2 separate regions of the Mus musculus genome follow, and region 2 is linked to region 1. A link is a contact called in public HiChIP or PLAC-seq data. All regions are on one chromosome and are shown on one strand. The core of a region is the stretch at or near the end of the contact, and the rest is flanking DNA. Distances in the headings are between cores, read along the strand shown. Region 1 holds the start of Narf (nuclear prelamin A recognition factor). Region 2 overlaps Ccdc57 (coiled-coil domain containing 57).

Region 1 (4,899 bases), core at 774-3,273:
TCAATTTGTTTGTTTGAAATGATTGAGCTCAGAATTTCAGGCTAGCTAGCTAAGCTCTCTATCAGTTGACTAATCCTTAGCCCTCCCTCAGTTTTTGTGTTGAGATAAGGTCTCATTATACAGCCTAGGTTGACCTTGAGCTGGACCTCCAAAGGTGTACCAGCATTCCTGACTAGTCCTAATATTTTCTAAGACAACTGTGACTGTAACCTTCTCTGTGAATCCATAGTGTGGCATGACACATGCAGTAGCCTCTTCAGAGCATGAAGTGAGACAGGTATGAAGCTCAGCTCCAAATGTGATACAATATGTGATACAATGTGATACAGTATGTACAAACAAGCATCACAACTAGCTGAAACAAGAACTGAACTAAACAAGCAGCTTAGTTAACTTAAACAGCAAGCTTAAAGAATCATGGAACTTGACCCTCAAGTCTGCATGCATTACAGAATGTGAGTTCCTTCCATTTTATAGAATAAGGTTTCAACACTGTACCACAATATTCCTATTTCTCAAGCAGTTCCTGGCCTGGTATGTTTGAGAAGACTCAAGACTGTCCTATACATGGCTCTTCCCACTTTTACTTCAGTCTTTCTTAGAGCAGTGAAGTGCAAGGTAGTATAAGACTGGACAGAAGAAACAACAGTAGCCACTCCACTCACACTCACGTTAGGCTGACACAAACCCGATCCACTCACGCTCACGTTAGGCTGACACAAACCCGAAGCATCTACTTGCCTCTTCACTCTCCTTGGCTGGGCTGGCCCCATCGCTTGGCTGGGCCCCATCACTGGACACATTCTCCTGGTCATCAGTTTTTGATTTTTTACTACATTCCTTTAAAAAAAAAAAAAAGGATGGGGGATGTTAGAAAGGAAAATTATTTTTCTTTTCTCTATTTTTATTTATCTATTTTTTTCCTTTTTAGATCAAGTCTTTCTACATAGTCCTGGCTGTCCTGGAACTCACCATGTAGACCAGGCTGACCTCAAATTCACAGAAAGTCTGCCTCTGCCTCCTGAGTGCTCAGATTAAGATGTGTGCTACCATATTTTTTTTTAATGAGATAGGGTCTTGATAAATTGCACTGTCTAACTTTGAGCTCCTGCCTCAGTCTCTCAAGCACTGGGATCATTGGTGTGTACCACCGAGCTCAGTCAAGAATAATTTAGTGTGATGCCAAAAACCAAAACATATCCTGAGCAGTCGATCTTACTTCTAAGAAACCCTTTCTACAAAATAAAATCATCCATACTTATAGAAGGGTACACATAAACACTCACACCCTCCATTTGTATTGTTTGTAGTAGTAATGAAGAACAGGAAGTGATCTAACGGTAATATATATAAGAACATTTAGATGTGGCTATTACACAAGATTACAGGCGATTCTCTGAAAAAAAAAAAAAACAACGTATGGAGTATTTGGATATGATACAATTCCTGTAAAAAAACAAAAAACCAAACGAGATTCCTGCACATGCATCACGTGTGAAGGCAAGTGAGGCAGCTGTCAGTCACTTCAGCCACCTAGTGGAGCAGGACAGGAGGGCCTGCCTGCCCTTTATTCCTTCTCCACTTCGTTGTATTGAAGTTTGTTGTTGTTTAAGTAGAAGAGCCGCTCAAAGCATCATTTCTAATTACTTTATTAATCGTTCACTTCCACAACAGGGTGCCGGGACTGAGATCAATCCCCGGCCCCAGAACAGTAGCTTCCACGGACAGTCCCGGCGGTGCACTCGCCTGCAGTGGACAACAGCCAGCTCGCCGCCCAGTCCTCTGCAGACAGGTGATGGCTGTCAGAGGCCGACATAACAGAGCAAGGTGCACCCGGCTGAGCCCGACCCTCACCACCGATTCCAGCCTTGGCTTTCGCCCCTAGCCCCGCCGGACGACGCACCCACCTTTCGTGTGCAGTGCTCACACTTCATCTGGAGTGGGACTGGCAGGAGGCCGACGCGCCTAAGCTGTGAGGAGTAAGGAAGACTGGAACACCGCCGCCTGCCGCCCGCTAGCGACCTGCGACCCTTTGTTGTCTTCTTGCACGGAGGCCCCGCCCCAAGGACTGTAGTAGACCAATGAGAGAGCCTAAGCAAGATGAGCCACACCCCTGAGCCAATGAAAAGAGTGCAAGGATGGTATGGCACGCTCACCCCGCCTCCGCCGCTTAAGCCAATGAGAGTGTGAGGAAGTGGCAGGTCCCTCCCAGGAGCCAATCAGAGAACGGGGGTGGAGCTTGTCCCTCGACTAGTAGTTGCCCGGCCGGGACATATCCTCCTGTCAGTTTTTGCCTGGTTAAGGACTAATGGGGAAAGTTGGCAAAGGCGGGCGTATGAGGCAGGAAGAGTGCGCTGACCGAGCGGACGAGGCCGAATCGCGGCGACCTCAGAGCGCCTTGCTCAGTGGCCGCGGCCTGGCCCGCTCAATCAAGTTAGCGTCGTAAGTTCTGCTCTACTGCGTCTCCTGGAGGGCGGAGCCGGCGCCGCCCTCTACCGCCGCCATGACCAGCCAGCGAAGCCTCACGTAGGCCGGTGCGGCACAAGTGCACATGCGCAGCAGGCTTGCTTTGCTTTATGGGCAATGCTGCTGAGTCTGGCGTGTAGATTCAAAGTAGGCTGACCTTGAATCTTGGCGAGTTAGCGCATGCCTTTAGTCCCAGAACCCAGGAGACAGAGCAAGGCAGATCTCTGAGTTCCAGGACGGCCAGTACTACACATGTACCTGTCTACAAACAAAATGACAGGTAGGATGAGCAGGCCTATTGGCAATTACCCAACACTCAGGAGGCTGAGGCAGGAAAATGATAAAATTAAAGCCAACACTGCCCTATACTGCTACACAGTGAGACCTGTCTCCAAGGCAGATTAAATGCATTATTCTTTTGTTGTGTTCCAATCCCCTGGGAAAGACCAAAGACAGACTCAATTCAAATTTAAATTAAATAAGTGCATTCTTACTCCTACCTGAAGGACAGCGGCTTTAGAGCCAAACAGCATGCTGGAAGAAGGCTAAAGGAAAGCTTTATAAAGTAGATATCATAGCTGCACACCACCTACAGAATAGGGCAAGTTACATAATATACAAAAGATGTACCTTATCTATGGAATCCACAGCTGGGCAAGAGAATCGTCCTGTGTAATAATGTACATATAACTCCCCTGGGACAGCTAAAGAAACTTACTATAGTACCAGGCATCCCTTAAAGGCCACTGACCTTTGACCTGGAATGTCAATAATAGAATGAGATTATAGGATAATGGTTTACCGAGGGAAGTGTCTCTAATAACTGAGAGCAGCCTGTTTCTGGACCAGCAGTAACAGTGCCCCCAAGTTACAGCTGGCTGTCACATCCCCAGCCCTAAATTCTCTGAATTAGCTTGTTAAATGGAGTTTGTTTTTCAGTGCCTTCTAAAAGCTGAGTTTAAACATATCATTAGAAATATAAGGGGGCTAGGGAGATGATGGCTAAGAGCACTGCCTTTCTTTCAGAGGATCAAAGTTGGTTCTTAGCACCTGTGACTGACTGGCTAGAAACTTCCCGGGCTCCAACTCGAGGGATCTAGCGCCTCTTCTGGCCACCGGAGGCAACAGACACACAGTGCATTTGCTCACATGCTGCCAAAACGCTCATAAAACAAAAAGAAATATGAATTTAGGGCCCAGTGAAACGGTTTAGTAGGTAAAGCAAGGTAAACCCCTGCAAGGTGTCCTCTCCTCCACTTGCTACTATGGATGTGCGCACACACAACATAAAGAAATAAAAATGTTAACATCATTGTGAGTTTACCTTACTTTCAGTTCACTAAAATTATTCTCAGTGATGTCGGGAGTACGGGCAGTCGCCCGAGGAGCTCCAGGTCCTATCACCAGAACCAAAACCTGTTCTGTCTCACAGCTATCTTCTGGTTCTCTTCCTCTCTCCTGTTTCATGCAATTTTCCCATGTACATGGAAAAAATATATATGTATATGTGTATGTGTGTGCATTTGTGTATATACTTGCACACATACAGATGTTGGTTCTCTCCTACCATCCTGGTTCCAAGGATCAAACTCAGAACCAACTCTAGGAGCTCAGCCATTTTGCTGATCCTCTTGATTACTAACTGCAAGGTTAGGCAAGACTAGAGAAGGGAAGACAGGAATCATAAGACTGTCTAGTTGTCTAGTTGGGGAGTTTCTTTTGTTTCTACATTCTTTGAGCTACACTCATATGAACTGTCAACACATTCTTTTTGTTCTGCACGCTTATATAGCTAAAACTGTTTTTATTCTCAAAATTCTGGTAGAAATAACTTGATATCAAGTACCCTTCACTACTGCGGAGAGCTGTGTAAAGATTACTCTTACACTTAAGAGTCTACAAATGTTCAATGACATATTATATCTGATTTGGTTATCCTGCTGGAAGCCAGTCAGACACTATGACCCACACCTTAATGCTTAGAAGCAGTAACCAAACATTAACGTCCACACCCAACTTGTGGAGTTTTATTAAGATGGAGTCTCTTGAGGCTGGAGGAATGGCTTAGCAGTTTAGAGCATTTGCCATTGCGGAGGACCTGGGTTGATTCCTGATTCTGTGTATTGGTTCCCAACATTTCCATTAACTCCTGTCTCCAGGGTATGTGACACCCTGCTTGGTTTTTGTTGTTCTTTTGGTTTTGGGGGATTTGTTTTGTTTTGGTTTGGTTTGGTTTTGAGACAGGGTTTCTGTGTGTAACCTGGCTGTCCTGGAACTCACTCTGTAGACCAGCCTGGCCTTGAAATCTGGGATCCACCTGACTCTGCCTCCCAGGTGCTGGGATTAAAGGCGTGCACCATGACTGGCTGGCAGCGACGCACTCTTTTGACCTCTGTGAGCACCAGACATACATGTGGTACACATACTACACAC
Region 2 (4,899 bases), core at 1,325-3,824, 390 kb after region 1:
GAGGCCTTTAGTGTAACCCTAACTGAAATATGGACAGACTTTCTCTTGAAGCCAAACAAGTGGATTTTCAAGTTCCACAGCAATGAAATGCCTGGGAGGAGACATCAGCCTGCTGCAGCCTTCCACACATTAAGCATTGAGACACATGATGCAAGGCTGGGCCTAGCTGAGTGACAAGAGACATACCTCCATGTGCCAGCAGACACACATGCACACAAGCATCCATGCACACACAGCACACACGCACATGCGCGCGTGCACACACTGGAGATAGAAGACACTAATAAAAAATAGCCAGAGCAGAACTTGTTTCCAGCTCCGAGGCAGAGTTCTTCTCCAGTCTGGGCAGCACAGTGGGGCACTCTCTTAAAGAGTAGTTCATTGGCAGAGGCTTGCCAGCCATTTCAAAGGCCCTGGGTTACCCTCAGCACCAAAAGCAATCATAAGGATCAAACTGGAAGGGTTCCTGATGCCTCCCAACGCAGGCCAGTCGTCTCTTAAACAGCTCTTCCCCTTGTTCATCTGAGGAGACACATCTCTGAAGCTCACAGGTCCCAGCCAGGGGAAGACCCCCTCATCCAGAAGCAACTGTCTCTAAAGCTCAGTTTCCAGACAGCCCTCATCTCCCTTCTTGGAGTGCAGCTATAGGTGCCCCTGAATGTCTTTTCCAGGAATTAGCATTGTCCCGCCTCCCTGTTGTCTGTCCCAGGAATGCAAGTGGCCAGATATATCAGAGAACCGACCGCCTCCCTGGAAGAAAGGGGCTCCCGTGGCAGCCTGGTTGCCTCTGGCCTCCCTCAGATGGAAACAACCTGTGCAGGCGGCAGCTGGAACACCAACCTCCCCACAGCTGACTCCAGTCCGCCCACTGCCTGGTTAGTTGCCTTCCACCTACCCAGCTGCCAGGGGCAGGTGCACCGTGCCTTTAAACACACTTTTGCCCCTTTCCTTCCAATAGCCCTAAGCAGCTTGCTTTTTTATTGTATCTGAAGATCTTTTCAGAGTATGTGTGGGCTGGTAGATCTTTGGGGTCATCCACAGCGTGACCATGCTCATCTTGTCTCAGGGTCTCATGTGTGTCATCGTCCATATTAGATGTGGTGCTGCAATGTGTGTCCCTATCCTTGTGGGAGCCATGGTTGGACAATTATCTAGAAGGGAAATAGCTGGGTCAAAGGTGTAGGTAGTTTGAAGTGTTACCAAACTGTTCTAAAAAAAATCCGGCCCTGTGCCAGCAGCTGCCTGCCGGCAAGCAGCTCTCTGCTCCAGTGCCCAGACCTTTCCCCAGTCTGATAAATGACAATGATACTTCATTGTTGGTCTTAATTTACAGGTTGGTTTTTTTGGGAGGAGGATGGGGTTTTTGTTTTGTTTTGCTTTGCTTTGCTTTTTGAAACAGGGTTTCCTGTAGCTCTGTCTCGTTTCAAACTCTATGTAGCTTAAAATGACTTTGAGCTTTTGATCCTCCTGCCTCAGCACCTTAATTCTCAGTCACTAGTTTTGTTGCTGTTGTTCACCTGGCTGCTTTGTTGATGTTTGTTTTTGTGTGGCAGGGTGTGACTGAATAGCACCGACCTTCCTGGAACCACGCTTTGTGTAGTCTAGGCTGGAATTGACTAAAATCCCCCTGCCTCTGCCTGCAGAGTGCTGAGATTAAAAAGTGTGTGCCACCACACCTAGCCCATTAACCTGCAGTTTTGAAGCTGTAGACAGTTCCTGGTTGGCTTTAATGTGAACTTGTGACCTTTTCACAGAGGACAATTGAAACTGAGGACTTAGGGTAACAGGCTCACTGGGGAGGATAAAGGAGTACTAGGAAAGGGACAGGTCCTGGGAGACCAGAGGCAGGGCAGAAGGTCCATGCCCACAGGGATCAGGGATGGGGTTCTAGGTGGGACTGTCCTGAGCAGCCAGTATCTGGAAGGTACCCTTCAGTGCTAGGTCAGCTCTTGGTTTGAAGTATACAAGATGAAGTCCCAGGTACAGTGATCCCATTTTCAAGTAGAAACCAGGCCAGATCATGGCCAGCTGGGTGAAAAAAGGGTTTAGGAGGAGGGCTAAAGTTGTCCATGGGACAAAGGGTCATGGGCGTGGAAACTCCTAAGGAATGTGGCTACTGGTTGGAACTAGCCCAGCCCCTCCCTGCTCAGTACTAGGCTCCAAACTTTTGTCAACTTCTTGCACCAAACTGAAGGCTACACAGTACAGTGCAATGTTTGAGTTAGGTTTTTTGTTTGGTTGGTTTTTTAGTGTTGTGGGCTGTTTTTAGTGCATCCTTATGGCACAAGACTCTAATTCCAGCTCGTGGTAGGCAGAGAAAAGAGGAGCATCATGAATTACAGACCAGCCTGGGTCATTTCTTAAGTCCTGCTTACATAGCCCACCCGCTGTGGAGATTCTGACTGTAACAGTGACCACACTGTGTACTACCAGGCTTCTCTAATCTGGAGATCCAGAGGAAAAAGGAAAAAGAACAGCTCACCCTTGTCTGATGGCCTGACAGTAGAGCCTCCCTGTCCTAGACTCAGCTTGAATGGCCAGCCCTTTACCTCAGGCCTCACCAGGAGAACACTCGTACAGGGGAGGGGTGGGAGGACAGGCAGGAAGTGGCTAATGGGCTAGGCCTGGACACACCTACTCTGGCTCCTCCCTGGCTCTGTAGATCTAATGAGCTTCTGTTTCTAGGGAAGCTAGAAAATGATTTTTTTTTTCTTCAAAATGTTCACTTTGAGAACAAAAACCAAACTGTTTGTTGATTGAAACAGGGTTTCCCTGTGTAACCCTGACTATCTGTCCTGGAACTCACTCTGTAGACCAGGCTGGCCTGGAACTCAAATCCACTTACCTCTGCCTTCCTAGTGCTGGGATCAAAGGCATGCACTGCCACTCCCTGGCTACAAAACAATTCTTGTAAGGACTGGAGGACATACCTTTGTGGGTAAAAGTGCTTGCAGCTCAAGGCTAAGGACTGGAGTTCAGATCCCAGCACCCACATAGGCCGAGTGTGGCAACATGCACCTGTCATGGTGGATTTGGGGGATGCTGGCAAGTTTAGCTGAGACAGCATGTTCCAGATTCTGTGAGAGACCTTAACATTAGGAAACAGCCCGCTATGATGGTGCATGCCTTCAATCTCAGCACTAGGGATGCAGGGTGGGTAGAGCTGTCTATGGTTCAAGGCCAGACACAATAGAGTAACCATGTATCAAAAGATGAAGGTGCTGTAATCCCAGCACTCGGGACACAGGTAGATTTCTGAAGCAGAAACTTGTCAATTGGATGGTGTTTTGTTGGGACACACATGAAGGAACGTTTAGCTGAAGTGGACACAGGTGAAAGACTAAGGAATGTTTGGCTGAAGCAGGCATAGATAAAAAGGTGTTTTGTTAAAGCAAGCACATGAAAGGACGTGTGGTGAAAGATTTTTTTTATTAAGGACACACATGTATTGGTCTGTCTTATATTGTGTAGTTGAGCTGTATTTATCGGGACTCAATAGAAAGAAATACAGCAAAAAACAAAAACAAAAAAACTTCTGGTGGTGTGCCACAGTTTCTTGTCCCTTGAGTGGACTTGGGGTGATTGACAGAGTGATGTCAGCTGTGACAGACCCACATGCTGAGACAAGACCTGTAGAAGACACATGTTTAGACAGTATAAATAGGACTCAACGGACAATGACCAAGGCTGAGCTTGGCTTGCTTATAGAACTAGCTGTGTACTGCCTGTGGGTCTCATGTCTTCGTTGGTCTTCGCTTCCCTGAGAGAGTCACAGCCTAACCCTGAGAACTCCTCCTGGTATTCCTCCAGGTCCCTCCTGCTGACTTGAGCTAAGGCTGATGCCTGTCTGTTCCTATTAGGCCGTGACACTGCTGCTACTACCCTGATATTTCTGTTTGTAACTGGTGTTTCTCAATGGATGGAGCTGCCTCTGCTAACCTATAAAGTGAACTGCCAATTTCCAGACAACACAGACAGGACTTAATCCAGAGAATCATTTCTAAACAGGTCCACTTTCCCTGTATCCTTTCTTTTCCACTACCTCTGGTGGATGGTGGGCTAAAGGGAGGTTAAAACATTTTAAAACCATCATTAAAAATCGTGTTTTAAAGCCGGGCGTGGTGGCACACGCCTTTAATCCGAGCACTTGGGAGGCAGAGGCAGGTGGATTTCTGAGAGTTCAAGTCTACAAAGTGAGTTCCAGGACAGCCAGAGCTATACAGAGAAACCCTGTCTCGGAAAAAAAAAAAAAAAGAAAGAAAAGAAAAGAAATTAAAGTTACAGATTTCTCCCAGTTTGAGTACTGTAATCCAAGCACTCGGGAGGCAGAGGCAGGAGGGTCCCAGAGCAGATCATCCTGCTCTACAGAGTAAGTTCTAGAGAAACCCTGTTTCAAAAAACCAAAATAAATAAATAAAATAAGATAAAGGGCTGGCAAGATGGCTTAGTGGATAAAGGAGTGTGCTGCCAAATCTGACAAGTAAAATTTGGTCCCTGGGAAACATCGAGGAAAGAACACCACAAGTTAACGTCTGACCTTCATATACATGCTGTGACAGCATGTGCCACACACTCATAAAACAACAAAAAAGTGGGGGGCCGGAGAGATGGCTCAGCCGATGTTAGCACATGTTGCTCTTGCCAAGGGTGCAGGTTTGAGCCCAGCACTCACATACTGCTCACAACTATATGGAACTCCAGTCCTAGGGCCCAGCACCCTTTCACTCAGCAGGCATATGTACACTGGCACACTTACTGTCTCGAAGGAAAGATACCTATATGCATAAAAGAAAATAAGTAAAAGTTTAAACCTCCTTTTAAAAAGATTTATTATTAGCCGGGCGTAGTGGCACACGCCTTTAATCCCAACACTTGGGAGGCAGAGACAGGCGGATTTTA

The links. HiChIP or PLAC-seq counts read pairs in DNA pulled down with a chosen protein or histone mark.
Region 2: a contact with region 1 is called in an H3K27ac HiChIP or PLAC-seq map of embryonic stem cells, with 6 read pairs. The contact joins the enhancer-like site here to the promoter of Narf in region 1. A contact is called at or near these places in 6 of 115 datasets of contacts at active chromatin or transcription factors (bone marrow-derived macrophages, embryonic stem cells, extraembryonic endoderm stem cells and 1 more) and 2 of 9 other capture datasets (adipose tissue and liver).

What each region holds. Positions count from the first base shown.
Region 1 is chr11:121,234,360-121,239,258 of GRCm38.p6, reverse strand. Narf (nuclear prelamin A recognition factor) reads right to left here and starts at 2,023. Exons shown (of 11, transcript NM_026272.3): 1 at 1,908-2,023; 2 at 742-840. The coding sequence starts at 1,934.
Region 2 is chr11:120,848,531-120,853,429 of GRCm38.p6, reverse strand. The region is part of intron 18 of Ccdc57 (coiled-coil domain containing 57); the gene reads left to right. Among named protein-coding and RNA genes, the nearest start is that of Fasn, 26 kb to the right of the region's middle. Within about 2 kb of position 2,574, at least 126 of the 459 cell types and tissues checked have an H3K27ac peak or open chromatin away from gene starts, as enhancers often do. A contact at or near this core is called in adipose tissue, bone marrow-derived macrophages, embryonic stem cells and 3 more, where this site is marked.